Linked DNA regions of Drosophila melanogaster: region 2 is linked to region 1. Evidence: chromatin contacts called from public Hi-C data. All regions are on one chromosome and are shown on one strand. The core of a region is the stretch at or near the end of the contact, and the rest is flanking DNA. Distances in the headings are between cores, read along the strand shown. Region 1 holds the start of Rtel1 (Regulator of telomere elongation helicase 1). Region 2 holds the start of PpV (Protein phosphatase V).

Evidence for each region. Hi-C and Micro-C count contacts between places; a contact is called where the count stands out from the background.
Region 2: a Hi-C map of the Kc167 cell line shows a contact between it and region 1, with 2.7 times the contacts expected there. The contact joins the promoter of PpV here to the promoter of Rtel1 in region 1. A contact is called at or near these places in 7 of 107 Hi-C or Micro-C datasets (the Kc167 cell line, the S2 cell line, cellular blastoderm embryo and 3 more).

The regions. Positions count from the first base shown.
Region 1 is chrX:5,743,132-5,750,842 of dm6, reverse strand. It overlaps Rtel1 (Regulator of telomere elongation helicase 1), which reads right to left and starts at 3,096. Exons shown (of 7, transcript NM_001272333.1): 1 at 1,925-3,096; 2 at 1,302-1,849; 3 at 443-1,106; 4 at 239-381. The coding sequence starts at 2,974. IntS6 (Integrator 6) reads left to right here and starts at 3,589. Exons shown (of 2, transcript NM_132025.3): 1 at 3,589-4,071; 2 at 6,931-7,711. The coding sequence starts at 7,007.
Region 2 is chrX:6,369,311-6,377,021 of dm6, reverse strand. It overlaps PpV (Protein phosphatase V), which reads left to right and starts at 4,107. Exons shown (of 3, transcript NM_078506.3): 1 at 4,107-4,370; 2 at 4,459-4,746; 3 at 4,835-5,957. The coding sequence starts at 4,206. The coding sequence ends at 5,293. Marf (Mitochondrial assembly regulatory factor) reads right to left here. Exons shown (of 8, transcript NM_206635.3): 5 at 7,570-7,711; 6 at 7,330-7,500; 7 at 7,033-7,229; 8 at 6,098-6,963. The coding sequence ends at 6,762. It overlaps lncRNA:CR44816 (long non-coding RNA:CR44816), which reads left to right and starts at 5,996. Exons shown (of 1, transcript NR_123812.1): 1 at 5,996-6,444.

The DNA of each region.
Region 1 (7,711 bases), core at 1,847-4,346:
AGAAAAATAATAAATATTTCAAAGTGTCAATACCAGGAGAAAGGCAAACGAAAGTTTATTTACCCTGGCAGTGATGACAAAAGGCCACTGGAAATGGCTTACAGCATTTCACTTTAGCTATGACAAATCTCAAAAATTGTACTCAAGACTACTTAAATCCGATTAAGGATTTGCTATTAATAATTGTAATACAATCTATACAGCTGATAAGGTTGATCTTAGATCGCAGGTTACGTACATTGCGGATTCATTGGCTGATTTGAAGGTGGCATTGGAGCCAGGCTCCCGTTTCACTTTTGGAATGGCGGCTAGTGGTTCATCCTCTGTCTTGCAGACGGTTTCCAAAGGCGAATCGGTTTCCCTTTCATCCGGTAGTTTCATCTGAAGTTTTGAAAGAATTGTATTACAATTGCTGAAAAACGCATAAACATCATGAGCTTACATTCGCTTCGGCGTTCTTAAAGAACTGACGCAGTTCCCGGACGATAGGACCAAAGGGTGAGCACTGTGGCCGGTCGCCCAGGTGACCCCGAATCCATTTGGATAGCTGCTGGACCTGTGAGGCGTCCTTAAATCGCGAGTCGCAAAGCAGAATGGCACCATAATCGTTGCGATGCCGAATCACACGACCGATGGCTTGATTGACTGCCCTCGTGGCATCTAGATTGTACCATTCCTGCCCACTTAACAGCTGATTCTCACGAGTCCGATTCGCCTCCAGGTAGCGACGTTTCAGTATCACCTTGGGATCCTTTAGCGGTGGGAATGGCAGACCAGTAATAATCACCGCGCGGCCATTGCGATCAGCAAAGTCCAGACCTTCGGAGACTTTGCCGCGACAAACAGCCATGAATACGGCACCCTTGGAGTCGCGTATCGCCTGGTAGAACTCTTCCATCGTGCTGGTGAACTGGTCCTTGCTGCGCGGCTCCAGAAAAATCGGTTTCTTGCACGATATGTCCGCCCACAAACCACTGGCCTGCCACGCGTCCACGCACTTGTTCAACATGGGATACGATGGGAAAAAGACAAGGAGGCCGTCGGGCACTATACGCGCTACATTCAGAATCGTCTGTCCCAGGGAGCTGATGTACTTTGGATTATCACTGCAGAAGAACAAAGGTGGCAGATAAAACATGTTTGTTTAGTTTGTATAACATTAAGAAATTGATACGTTGGCATTTCGTAATGTTATGAGATAGTTCACCTGCCACAGAACTGAGTTATGTTTGGCCCAACTTGTTTATTTACTCATGGTATTGGCCATAAACAAATAAGCTTGTGGTGTGAAAAATGCTTACCGGTTCGCATAGTTCGATATCAGTTGCTGCCGATCGGGTCCGGTGCCGATGATCTTGACATAAACCTGCGACTGGTCGACGATGTGCGGATTCTCCAGATGCTGGGCCACCGGAATGGCAAGCTCGGCGATTAGCGGCTTGAGGGGAGCTAGTGTGCCGCTGGTCAGGATTACGCTGCGCACTTGGGTGTTGAGCAGTTGCTCCATTCCGAAGCCAGGATTGAAGCACCAGAAGTTAATGATTTTTGCGACCTTGCTTAAGCCAGTCGCTGCTGCAATCGTTCCCTTGCCAAGCCAACCGCCCTGCTGTTTAGCACCCTGCTGCTTACCGTGTCCCTGCTTGGACTCCTCCACCAGGACATGCACTTTGAAGCTTGCGTACACCTTGCTCATCACATCCTCCTTGTTGGCAAACACAATGGTCAGTAGATCGCTAAGCAACGTGAAGGTGCCGCCCTTGCGGATGCTCATCTGCTGGGAGGCCACTAGGAGGTATTGCACCAGTTTGTCCAGCAGGGATACTATCGTTGCAACGTTGCCGTAGGTGAACTACAATAAAGGAAGTTACATTTTTAAATAGGCATTCTTTTAAAAACATTTCCGATAAGATTTAGTGCATCTTACATTCGCCTTGCCAAGCAGTTCGTACATCATGGAGGCGGGAAAGGTAGTTCCATCGACGGCGTTGTCCACAACGATGGCATCGATGGCCTTTTCGAGCTCGAGCAGCATCTCCTTGAGCAGTGTAAGGTCGTCCAGTGTGAAGTCCTTTGGCTCATCTCCAGCCATATCCTGCGACTCGCCGCTCGCAAAGACTTGCATGATATGCGTGACGTCCTCGATGGCCATGGCCACATCAGAGGACTTAATCTGCACCGAAGCGGACTCCTCGCAGATCTTCTCGATGTTGTGGGCCTCATCCAGGATCACAATAGTGTTGCCCAGTTCGATTTTGTTGGCCTTGCGAGCCTTGGGATCGAGTAGATAATTGTAGGGCATGAAGGTGATATCCGCCTGGGGAACCAACTCCCGAGACGCGAAGTAGGGACAGATCTTGAGTCGCTGGCCCACCTTGACCAGGTCCTCAATGTCCATGATGGTGGGTCCGCGCAAATCGGGATGATCCTTTCGCGACTCAACGCGCATTTGAAATGAACAGGTCTTGGAGTGCACCCGTAGCTTGCACATGTTGGTCTTGTTGGAGTTGCCCTGCTCCCGCATGACCTCCGGATGAATGCATAGCTGATCGCGGGAGCCCAGAACCACGGATCTCATGTTAGCGTACGCTGTCCTCTTGAGTTCCCGCATCGCCTGCGTCAATTGGGAGTGGGTGCGCGAGGCGTAGATGACCTTGGGCACGCCCCAGTTATTCGCACGACCCATGGTCTTGGCCAGCTCGGACAGGTCTCCCCCAGGTGCTCCGCCTCCAAGACCCGAAAAATCTGCCTTCTCCATCTTAACCATCTGCTTTTGGTGCTCCGATTGCCTGGTGCGGATCCAGGCCAAGGATGAGCACAGCAAGCTTAGGGTCTTGCCCGTGCCGGTTGGCGATTCCAGGACTCCATTCGTGCCATCGCGGAGACAATGGATCACCTTCTCCATGTACGCCCGTTGAACCGGGTACGGCTCGAACGGAAAGTGCACCGGAATGCCGGCGATCAGGCTCTCCGGCATTATTCTTAATAATACTATTTATTTACTTGTTTACGCGCCAAATCGGAGTGAACATGTGTTCGTTGGTCGATAACAATAAATGTCTGTGTAGGTGGTCAGTTATCGCTATCGATAGAGTACAGTGGACCCTGATTAAGTAATTTTATAGCGTTATCTTGAACTCCGAGTCAAATGTTTACAACTTGCATGTCAAACCCTGCGTAGTTTATTTTAAACGTAATAGTAGTACTAATCACCACCCAAAGTGCTGCAATCGTGTTTATGGTACCTTATGGATAATAGTAACTGAAACTTATAAACTTATTAGCATTGGAGGGAATACTGTAGTTGTGATTCTGTTTATTTGGATCAAAGATTAACGATATAACATTTTAAGTGAATGTTATGGATTATACCAAACTAATGAACTAATGGCATTCAAGATTAAATGTGCAGCATACATATAAATCCCCTAACAAGGTAAGTAAATATTTGACATCAATTATTACAAACTCAGTTAATTCAACCACAAATCCATTTATCGTGACCCCTTCGCTCGGCTTTTCCGAATCGCCGCGATACGGCCCCACTGATTTGGCGCTTCTCGGCCACACCAAAAAAACACAGAACGGCATCAAATCATTCGAACTTTGAGAACGGTAGTGTTGTGTTGTTATTGCTCGGCAGCAAAGTAAAATCCGAAGAGAAGCGAGTCGAACAAGAGAAGAAGAAGCGCAGGAGTGGACGACAGCAATGCAACAACAGTGACGAGGCGCCAGTGTGCAAAAGTATGTGTGCGAGTGCGTGTAAGCAACAACTCCCCGATACAAACCTACGAGCGAGAGGGGGACGGCGATAGCGACGGTCGTTCGGTCGGTCGGTCCGACCGCTAGTCGCGTCTGTCGGTCGTTCTCGCCTATGCACCTCGGCGGCAGAGCGAAAGAGAGCGCACTCTGGCTGTGTGTGTGCGTGTGTGTTCTCGCTCTCTCGCGCGGTGGTGATAAATTTCTGTTGGCACAAAGTAAAAATATAACAGAATAAAAAATCGTGGCGCGGCATATAGAAGCTAATCGAAAATTATTGCGAGTATTGGGTGGAGGAGAAACATTCCTCTTCTTGTGAGTGCGTTTTTGTTTTAGTTATTCTTTTTTTTTTTTTTTTTGGCCGGAAACTCTCACTCGAAGATGCTGCCGGTGTAGTTGTGTATGAATGTTGTACCATTTTTTTTTTTTTTGAGATAGAAAATTTAGATCTAAAATATTAACCATGCGATCCTTAGAATCGCACTTTTAAAATATGTCCACACATTTTCAAATTCGAAAGCTTTGGCGGGCTGTCGATGGGCGGGCGCTTGCAACTCTGGCGATAACGATTACCGTGCCGATAACGCGGCTGCACTAATCAGCATTATCACATGCAAATTAAGGTCATCCAAATGAAAAATGACCACCAATCAAAGGCCCTGCACCCCTTTGCCGCCCCCCATTTATGCGAAACAACTAGAAAAAGTGTGTTTATTTCTTCACCGTTTTTCGAGCTCTGACAACCCTGCCGCTGCTGCATAAGTGAATTCCGACAAAGAGCCGTGTCATTTTGTTGGCCAAAACATCGCTGCGCCGAGATTAATTAGACGGAAAAAACTCGATTACTTGAAGTGCTCGGCCCTATATCGTTTTGGTTTAAACGTGTGTGTGAGCTTTGTGGATTGCCATCAAACACAATAGGCCGACTCGTCCCCCGCAGCCACCCGTACCATTCCAACACGTCGGAGCAGGGTTGCCAGATCAACGATAAATCACACACCGCTCGTTTAATACGAATTTTGTGTTGTTTTTACTTAAGACAAAATTTGTGAAACTTAATAGATATATTTTAATTTCCGCTCAACGTTATACCTGTCCGAAGTGGGGGTATCTGGCAACTACACCGAGCCGCGTGTGTGCGAATGTGTGTGTGCATGTCCATGTGCGCGAGTGTGCGTATGTGTTTGCGCTCTTATTCAAATAGAAATTGAATGTTTTGCACTCGAATTCAAGACAATTACGGCTCCTCCGGTAAAAACACATTTAGACTGGCTGACCTAATTTAAGGTGTAAGGATGTGGGTTACGCCTGCGATCGCCGAGTGATCGTTATCGTTATCCCGGCTTTGGTTAATCGCATTCCTCCTTCTCCTCCCCCTGGCATCGGCATCCACCACATCCCAACCCCCTTTCTCATTTTTCTCCTCCATCGCCCCTTCTTCGGCAGGCCATCTCCCTCGCTCTCCATCAGAGATGCGTAGGTCGTGCTCCCTCGCACACACACTCACGATCGTGAGCTTGGTCATTGTGTAATCGATTTACGGTTACCTTTTACCTCAACTCGAGATGGTGGGAGCAGTAATCTACTTTGTTAATAGGGGCAGCGAATATCACGCAATATAACAAAGTGTAAGGATATCGAAACTAAACACTAATTTGTGTAATGGTACACTTCAGATAGAAAATAGAGAACCATTTAAAGATCAATCTCTTTGGCACCTGCGTTATAATGACTACTTGTTACCTAGTTTAAAACTTCTACATATGAATCTAACTCATTTATTATTTTGAATATACGACAAGTACGACAATTATAAATATTATTGCTTAGTACTAGACTTCGTATTGTTTTTGGCAAAGCCAAAGCTATTCACACGCGTGTCGCCCACCTGGCTCACGTTGCCATCTCTAGGCGACGCCAGCAGAGCGTTGTAGTGGTGGCAGTGGCGTCGAGTGAATGACTCCGTAGTGGGGCATCAATAGAAAGAGAAGAAGGAACGAGTTAGATGGAGCGAGGAGGAGATGCAGAGGAGGCATAATGGCCAGTGAGTGAAGCGGAGTGGATTTGGATTTGTGTCAAAGCGATTTTCCCCAACATAAATATTTAGCTCTCTAGGACCAACGGCCGACCCCCTGGGAATTAAATTCCATTTTGTTGTTTAATTAGCACTTGCGTTATGCGACAGAGTGTGCGGTGTGTAGATAGTTTGTGAGTGATATCGTTGATTACGCAGTTGTTTCATTATCTGTATGGATTTATATTGCCGCTTCTTAATCGATTGGCCACAGTGCGTATGCGCAACCTATTGATATTTTACAACCAGTTGCGTACCTGTTTCATTATCATTTCGTTCTGTTCTGTTCTGTTTCGTTCGTTACCATTCGCAGTTCGCTGTTGTTGTTGTTTCTCCAGTCCAAATGTCAGCTGTTGCACGCAACATGTACCATAGAAGCGGAACAGCGAAACGCAGAAAAAGAGCAAATCGATCAAGCCCAGGACAAGAACAACAAGTGCAAGAGAATCGGCAGCAAAAACAACAAGCAGATAAAGAGAGCTGCTAACAACGTAAACAAAACCTAAACACCTATACACACGCAAAGGGAGATAGCAACAAATACAAAAACAACAACCACAAATAGCAAGAATATAGCAGAAAGCGAGAGAGAAGGAGAGGGAGAAAGTGCACCTGAGAGGGGAAATAAAAGATCAACGATAAAAGATAAGAGATAAAGTAAGTAAAGCTTGACTTTTTGGTTTGTTGGTCAATCGAAATTGAACCTGTACCGATAACGTTTACCAAATTTCATAACACCAAAACATTGATTTAATTGTCAAAACCAAAACGTTAAACGTTGTGAGTTTTCCAAGTAGACGAGTACTTTGAGCTCACACTTTTTGCAGAGTTTTTTTTTTTTTTTTCAAAAAGCGTACCACCAAATTGTTTGGCTCGAAACTCAAATTATTATACATTTGTGCATAACTCTGTAAGATTTCACATTGTTTTGACTTAGAATTAAATTACGTCATGGTTTAATTTCATTTTGTGTGAAGATTTGTGATATAGAAGAGCCAAGAAACCATAACGCCAAGCCGACATTCCTTTACTCTACGATATAACAAAAAGTATAATCGGAATTAGTATTTTAATTTGAAACATTTGTCCGTTTCTTCTAGGATATCAGAGAGAGACGGAAAGACACGCAAATTGGGAAGAGGAAGAGGTCCCTCGAACGCAGGATCAATCATCGCCATGACAATCATACTCTTCCTGGTGGACACTTCGTCGTCCATGTGCCAGAAGGCGTATGTGAATGGGGTACAGAAAACGTATCTGGACATTGCCAAGGGAGCCGTGGAGACGTTTCTCAAGTATCGCCAGCGTACGCAGGATTGCCTGGGAGATCGCTACATGCTGCTCACATTCGAGGAGCCACCGGCAAACGTGAAAGCTGGATGGAAGGAGAACCATGCCACCTTCATGAACGAGCTGAAGAACCTACAGAGTCACGGCCTCACCTCGATGGGTGAATCGCTGCGCAATGCGTTCGATTTGTTAAATCTGAATCGCATGCAGTCGGGCATCGATACGTACGGGCAGGGCAGGTGCCCGTTTTATCTGGAGCCATCGGTCATCATTGTGATTACGGACGGCGGTCGCTATTCGTACCGGAATGGTGTCCATCAGGAGATCATACTGCCGCTAAGTAACCAAATACCGGGCACAAAGTTTACTAAGGAGCCATTTCGCTGGGATCAGCGCTTGTTTTCGCTTGTCCTCCGCATGCCGGGCAACAAGATTGACGAGCGAGTGGACGGCAAGGTGCCGCATGACGATTCTCCCATCGAACGGATGTGCGAGGTAACCGGCGGACGTTCATATCGAGTGCGAAGCCACTACGTACTCAACCAGTGCATTGAAAGTCTTGTCCAAAAGGTTCAGCCTGGTGTGGTGCTG
Region 2 (7,711 bases), core at 2,858-5,357, 630 kb before region 1:
AAAAAAGATTAAAAAAAAAAAGGATAATGCATTTTTAACATACAGCCCAAAATGCTTGATAATGCTTTATGTCTTGTGAGTAACTTTTTGTCACAACAAGCAAAATGATTTGAAGTTTAAAGAGTTATATTTTAGCTTTGTCAAACAAAGCACTTGTTTCTCTCAGTGCATTTCGTTGCGCGTTTCCTAATACAATCTGCACAAATTCTATGTTTTTTTTTTCTCTTTTTCGACGCTCCTCGTTTTTTTCATTAACTTTTTGCGTTTGCTGCTTGTTTCGGACATGTTCTAGGTGCCACGCCCCCTCGCCGCCCCGCGGGCAACTTAATTGAACGATTAGTTTTTGTACGTGGACCACGCCCACGGCAGCAGAAGGTGCCGCCCACAAATCGACCCCTCACCCCCCCCCCTCTGATTTTCGAACATCCGGATTTTTGTGCTGTTCATCGTGGGTCACTATTTAATTTTATCTGCTACGTTTTGACTTTTATTCTCGTTTTTATCGCAACAGCTAGCAAACTATGTACTACAATTTGCCACGCCTCCTCTTCTGTCCCGCCGCCCACTTTGTGAAGGGGGGGAGTGAATGGATCGAAGGGAGGGAGGGAGGTAGGGAGGGGAGGCTGTTTGTCGAAGTGAGGAGAGGAATGAAAAAGTCAAATGCCAAGGCACTAAAAAGTCAAAAGGCCACAAAGAAGCAGCGACAACAGCAAGTTATAGTAATGACAATCTACTGGCTGCGGAAGCGAGATGATGGCATGCGGTGCGAAAGACAGCGATAGATGGGGCACAAAAGTTAAAATAAATAAAACAAAGCAAACGCACGAAATGACACAACAGAGACAAGAAATGAAGCTGGCGAAAAGGGGCGTTCAAAAAGGGGCTGCTAAGGGGTGGTAATGGGTGGTAATGGGCGGTAATGGGTGGTAAGGGGTGGTAAGAGTAGACAGTGGGTGTTGGAGCACCGCCCCCAAATAAACCAGCCACCCATTCACAAAAGCAGCGGCAGCTGGGCGACAAAACGTGGCCAAACGACACGAGAACCCGCCTAAAAATGACAGCAAACGTGGCAAGATGTTGCGCTCCGAAAATTACACTGCAAAAAAAAGAAGGCATGCAAATCTGCAGAATTAAAGTTGCACATTCTACATGCCTTGAAAACTAACCTTGCTGCTTTAGCACATGGAAATATATTAAAGTACAGCAACAAATAACTATTTTTTCATTTTTCAGATATTTGTTCAGTGCTCTGCTGACTAATTAAGCCCAGATTTCTTACAGTGCAGTAGCATTAAATACTGGCTGGTTGGCTGGGTGGTTAAGTGGGTGGTTAAGTGGGTGGTGGGCTGTGGCAGATAATTTAAAGCAAGTCGCCAGTGCCGGCGACTCCATTCCAGAGTTCTGCGATTCCGAATGCTCGACCGCTGCGCCTCCAAGTAGCCGAATGGCAACTGTTGATAATGATGATGGAGATCCAGTTGATGGAGATGTAGGTGGGTATGCCGTCGACACGCTTACGCCACGGGATACAGTGAAGCCTGAAGCCGTGAGACGACCTTCAGCGACCACTGCACTTTTACACTGAAATCAATCAACTATGCAATTGCAATCACTAGTTAGTTTGATTGAATTTCATTTGCAATTCATTCGAAAAACGCAAGATTTTCAACTTCAGAAGTCAAATTAATTGTTGTCGATGGAAAAGTAAGCGTAAGCATATTTAAACTCCACTTCTTCAAATTCCATTTAGTTTTTCTAGGGTTGTAAATATGTGCCTCATTTGCTTTGATAACTTAAATCCTATTTAATTAGCCATTTATTGCACACATCATTGCAACGCTCCATTAGTGCGTTAACGTTATGACAAAGTGACCTCCGATTCGGTCAGCTGGACATCCTTTGGCCCCAAGTTGCGGCCAGGAGTCGCTGATGGCTGAGGTTGATTTAAATGTTGATGCAACTGTGGGCGGACTGTGGGCTCCTTGAGGTCGCTGGATGCGCACACGCGCGTGAATCAAACGGCACAGGTGGGTAGTTGGTTGGGTGGTTGGGCGGCAGTCCTGCTTGTCTTCTTCCGCTGTGCGTGTGCGTGTGTGTGTGTGTGTGTGTTTATACACGCGGTAATTAATTTTATTTAATTTTCGACGACAATCCAAGCGACAAGAGCAAGGGCAGCCAAAAAGCCGTCAGAGAAATGAGACAAGCAGCGCAAGATAAAAACAAAAAAATAAGATGAGAAGGGGGCGTGGCCGGAGTGGCACAGGAAAAAACAAGTTAACAAAACGTCAACAATGGCGAAGAAGAGGAGAAAAGCCGGCTAAAATGAGCAGCGCGGCCAAAGAAGGCGGACAATGCCAAAAATATAAAATGACCCACAACTGTTGGTCATTTATCGCTTGCTCTCAATGTTTTTTTTTTTTTCCGCTGACTGCACACAGCAGGAAAATATTGAAAATACCATTCAAATAGCCGAAGGTGTAATAATCTTTTTGCGTTTAATTGAGAATACAAAAAAAAAAACTCTGTGAGCCGAGGAATTTGTTAAAATATGAAGTCCAAGACTTTTTTTTTTTTAACCGATTGTTCGAAACTCTAGAATTTTTGGCACCGTGTTTGCAGCAAGATAAAGCCAAGAGGCTGTCCGCTGTCCGTTGTCCTTGTTCCGCCGTCCGTGTCCTTTGCGTCCGTGCAGGGGGCACATAATTATCAGCCACATCAGCCGCAGACGACAGGACTTTGACTTTTAGAGGGCGAGCGGAATTGGCGAAACGTAACGAAACGAAGTAAGAAAACAAGTTTAACTTAATTGTCAACATTGTGCCAGGCGGACACAAACAGCGACATACAGAGCGGCAAGGACAATGGAAGGATGCGAGCGGATTGGGGCCAGCATTGGGGGGGCAGGATGGCTGGATGGCTGAATGGAAAGCACTGGCAAGATGGCCAAAAGAGCACAAAAAGCAGCTGGGAGAACAAGCCCAAGTTGAATACCAAAACGGAAGGGCATAAAGTAACGCCACTAATGATGGAGCACGACATCTTCGCCGGGGGGAGAAAGAGAGAGTAAGAGAGTGAGAGTGATAGAGAGGAACGGAGAGTAGGTGGCAGAAAGAGATGGGTGGCGAGCACAACAGTTTCGATTTGCAAAACTAAAAGATATTGCATTTAATTCGATTCCACAATTAAATGCGAATACAAACAATTAATTCAATTATTTTCTATGAATATATGCTTAGCATCCTAACTTTGAATAAATTGCATATATTTTGTGCTTCGAAACCCGTGAAACGTTCATTTTTTTTTTTTTTTTTACCAATTTCCCTTGATTCGCGAATTGTCACCTTTATGGCACGTTTATTTTCCCAACTTCAGATCCAGCGAATGCGAAAAGTAAATGAAAGAAGCCAACACAATCAAATGGCAGCGTGCTAATGAGACTCTAAACAAGCTGCAGGGCCATTAACCCATGTGCCACCCCGTGCCGAAAAACGCATGCCAGCACGCTTCTCATAACCCTTAACACTTGCTGCCCGGAAAAATGAGCGGAGCTGCAAAACAAACAGCGAACAAGTAGCGTGGCGTGCGATGGCAATAAAATCTAAGAGCGTGATTATTTTCAACAAGCCAAAGAAAATATATATGTATATATATGTAAATGGGTTTGGGTTAAAAAATAAACGGATTTAAAAAGCTTTCATTGCGGACTAATTATGATTTGTGGCGGCTAAAGGCTAATTGCAACTAATTTCGCTTGCCTCCACAAAACCAAAGAAAACAATACAGAAAAACACAAAATCGACCGCCAAAGTAATTAAATATTTTGAATTTGAATTCAAATGTGTTAGCTATCGATAACATGTGACATTCTCGCTACGCAGTGTGTACACACCAAGTATACAGTTCTAATAAGAACGTCCCATGCGACTGGTGCTTGCATCGGCTAAACAAAAAATTGATGCACCATTTATCGATGGAAAACAAAAGCAAATAAAATACTCAACAATAGTATTTAAAATAAAAAGAATAGAAGAAACTTTAGATCAATTTTTTAGTACTCTAACCGTGGGCAGCAGTATAACCGTTGCTCGATAACCATTGAACACCAGCCAGTGTGACCGTAGGTGCGCAGATGGACGTGCAACCAATACTTATTTATTAACTTGTTTTAAGGCGATTTACCGTGGATTTCACAGGCAGCGGGCATCATGGGCGACGTGGACAAGTGGATAGAAGACGTGAAGAAATGCAAGTACCTGCCGGAGAACGAGCTGAAGAAGCTATGCGAGATGGTCTGCGATATCCTCCTGGAGGAGACGAACATCCTGCCCGTGAGCACGCCCGTCACCGTTTGCGGTGACATCCATGGCCAGGTAAGCGGTCATCTCCTCCGTCTTCGTCTCCTACGTCATTGCAATGTCCACTAACGCAATGCCATCGCACTCCACCCCCAAATTGCAGTTCTACGACCTGGAGCAGCTGTTCCGCACTGGAGGCCAGGTGCCGCATACCAACTACATATTCATGGGCGACTTCGTGGACAGGGGCTACTACTCGCTGGAGACATTCACCAGACTGCTCACGCTGAAGGCGCGCTATCCCAGCCGGATCACCCTGCTGCGCGGCAACCACGAAACGCGGCAGATCACCAAGGTGTACGGATTCTTTGACGAGTGCTTCAGCAAGTACGGCAATGCCAATGGCTGGAAATACTGCTGCAAGGTCTTCGATTTGCTTACCATCGCTGCCGTGAGTTGAACTATGGGATACTTCATGTGGACAACACCCTTTTAATCATTTACATATATGTTTACCCCACTGCCCCTAATGTACACAGATCATCGACGAGGAGGTGTTGTGCGTGCACGGTGGCCTGAGTCCCGAGATCATTACACTGGACCAGATCAGGACGATCGATCGCAACGGCGAGATACCGTACAAGGGTGCCTTCTGCGATCTGGTGTGGTCCGATCCCGAGGACATGGAGTACTGGGGCCAGAGTCCGCGCGGCGCTGGCTGGCTGTTTGGCCACAATGTGACCAAGGACTTTATGGCGATCAATAATCTGAACCTCATATGCCGAGCACATCAGCTGGTCAACGAGGGCATCAAGTATATGTTTGATGGCAAACTGGTGACCGTGTGGTCGGCGCCAAACTATTGCTATCGCTGCGGCAACGTTGCCGCCATTCTTAGCTTCGAAACGGCGGAGAAGCGGCAGACGAAGATCTTCCTGGCTGTTCCGGATGCGGAGCGTGTGATACCCAAGCAGAACACAACGCCCTACTTCCTGTAAAACGTTCTGATGTGATGCGATGTGAAGTGATGCAACGCAATACTATACCACATACCATACCACATACCGATCCAATACGATCCGCCCACTGTTCCGGCATCGTGGCTAATAATCATATACGCTTGTGGAGAGCAGAGCGGAGTGCAGCCTTCGACTGACTGATCCGTTTCATTTGACCACCCATGAACTCAACGCCTTAAACTCAAAACGTGCGCAACGAGCACCCCAAGCATAGCAAACACTCAGAACAGCAAACACAAGCCACACACACCACACACACACCTGTAACTTGTAATTTTCGTCTCTTTTTTTGTATGGCAAAAACACATATCTAATTCTTAAGAGCACAGTTAAAAAAAAACTTTGTTATTAGTTTCCGGCAAGTCCAAAGAGAGGGGAACACGTGAATTGATTTCTTTAAGTTGTATATCCAAGTATTGTATTTACTGATAACGGATGCTAATGGAAGCAAGAAGTATATAGAGATTCACTTTGTTATTTTGTATTCCAAACCTACATATTTATTTCTGTGAACAAACACAAAAATCATATACTTTGTACATTTTGTATTAGTAATGCTTTGAAGGAAATAAGAATAACTAAGAATAACCCAATTGTGTGATCCCGATCAAAACGATATGATTAAAACAAAAAAGACAATTCGAAATGCGTTGTCCGGTAATCAGTGGGAAAAACCAGGTGTCCCTTATTCCGCTCCCAAAATGTCCATCATCCGTCTCTGTCGTTTTCGCGACACGGCTCCGATATTCAAAGTTCCACTGAAATAATTTCGATTATGAGTTTCTTACATAAATATCATTTATTTCGTTTCGTTTTCGTTCATGAATCATTCTCATTCTCATGCTTTGCAACATCTCAACAATTGTGTTTTCATATATATTGGTTTGCTTTGCCCCAACATTTATTCTAGCGTCCCAACTCAAAAACAAATATGTATAAGTACTAGACTTTCTATTAGGGGCGAAAAAGAGGTAAATAAGTGAGTGACTTTCGCATTCTGGGGTCGGTCATCATCATGTGGCATTCATAATTCCTCGCAACTTGCTTTTCCATGGCACCTGGCCATGCTCACAGTGTTTTGGATACTTCTCTATTTGTATATATATATACGCGTGCGTTTCCGGGTCAACAATTACAAAAAAAAGAAAACTAAATAATCACACTAGCAGAGTAGTGCATGTTAGGAATTAAAAGAATTCTCAACAACAACAACGATTTGTTTAAACGATAGAGAATAAAGAGGTTCCAATCGATTGGCTCATATCATGCATTTTCTTACAAAAAAAATAAAATAAAAGAGGAGAGAAAAACTGAGAGTTGAGCAGCAAATACGTGGTGCATTAATGTTGTTGTAGTCGTTTGGGTGTTTGTCTTCGCCTGATTTCTATGATCATCCACATTCTGGTTAGTGTTTTGCCCCACGGTCAGCCAACCCACTACTGTTCCACTACTGCGGCGATATATAGTTGTGCTCGAAGATGTCCAGCTCGTTCTGTATGTAGTTGGCCTTGTTGCGAAGCAGCTTCAATTGCTTCTGGTTCGCCTCCAGGATGTTCAGCTGCGAGTCCAGCGTCTTGAGCTCATCATTCATGTCCGTGGTGGCGGTATCAACCGTGCGGCACAAACGGGCAAAGGTGCTCGACAATTCCCTGTTGAGATGTGACAGAGAATATTCGATAAGTGATCAGCGATTCAGACGCTAAGGGATCAATACTCACTGCTGCACTTGGTGGCTGCAGTTGGCCGAGGTGAGGTCGACAATCATCTTGAGCTTCTTGGTGGCATGGCGCACGTACTGCGACTTGAACGTTCGCTCCTTGGCTGAATTTGTCCACGAGAGGCGCTCGTACAGGTAGATGCAGCCGTAGAGGGCACCCACGCCCACCAGGACACGCCAGCCGATAGTTTTCAGCATCTGCAAGTGGTTTGATTTCATCACATAGCTATGCACTATCACCTGCTTGGTCGTTGGTAAGGACAAGAGGTGTTATGATAATTTAACCGTTAACACTTACGACACCGGCTACGACGAGACCACCAACGGTGCCCTGCGATCCAATGGAGGACACCGCGAAGCGTGAGATCAACGACAGCTGCTCGGGCGTAATGCCAGCCACAACGGGAGCGGGCAGCAGGCACACAGGAGTGGCTTCCACGGGCGTCGTGGTCGGCGTCGATACGCTGTGCTGTGAACGAGATTCGATGGCAGAGATATAGTAAAGGTGGTGCAACACAACTATACTGTAGAAACTCACTCCAATACTGCTCTGTCGATTGACCAGCGCCGGCTGGCCCTTCTTGCTGCGCTCGCGCACCTTGCCGGTGAAGCGCTGGATCATCGCCGCAATGCCCCAGCTGAACTTAAACTCCAGATCCTCCTGGAAGTCGGCGCAGAGG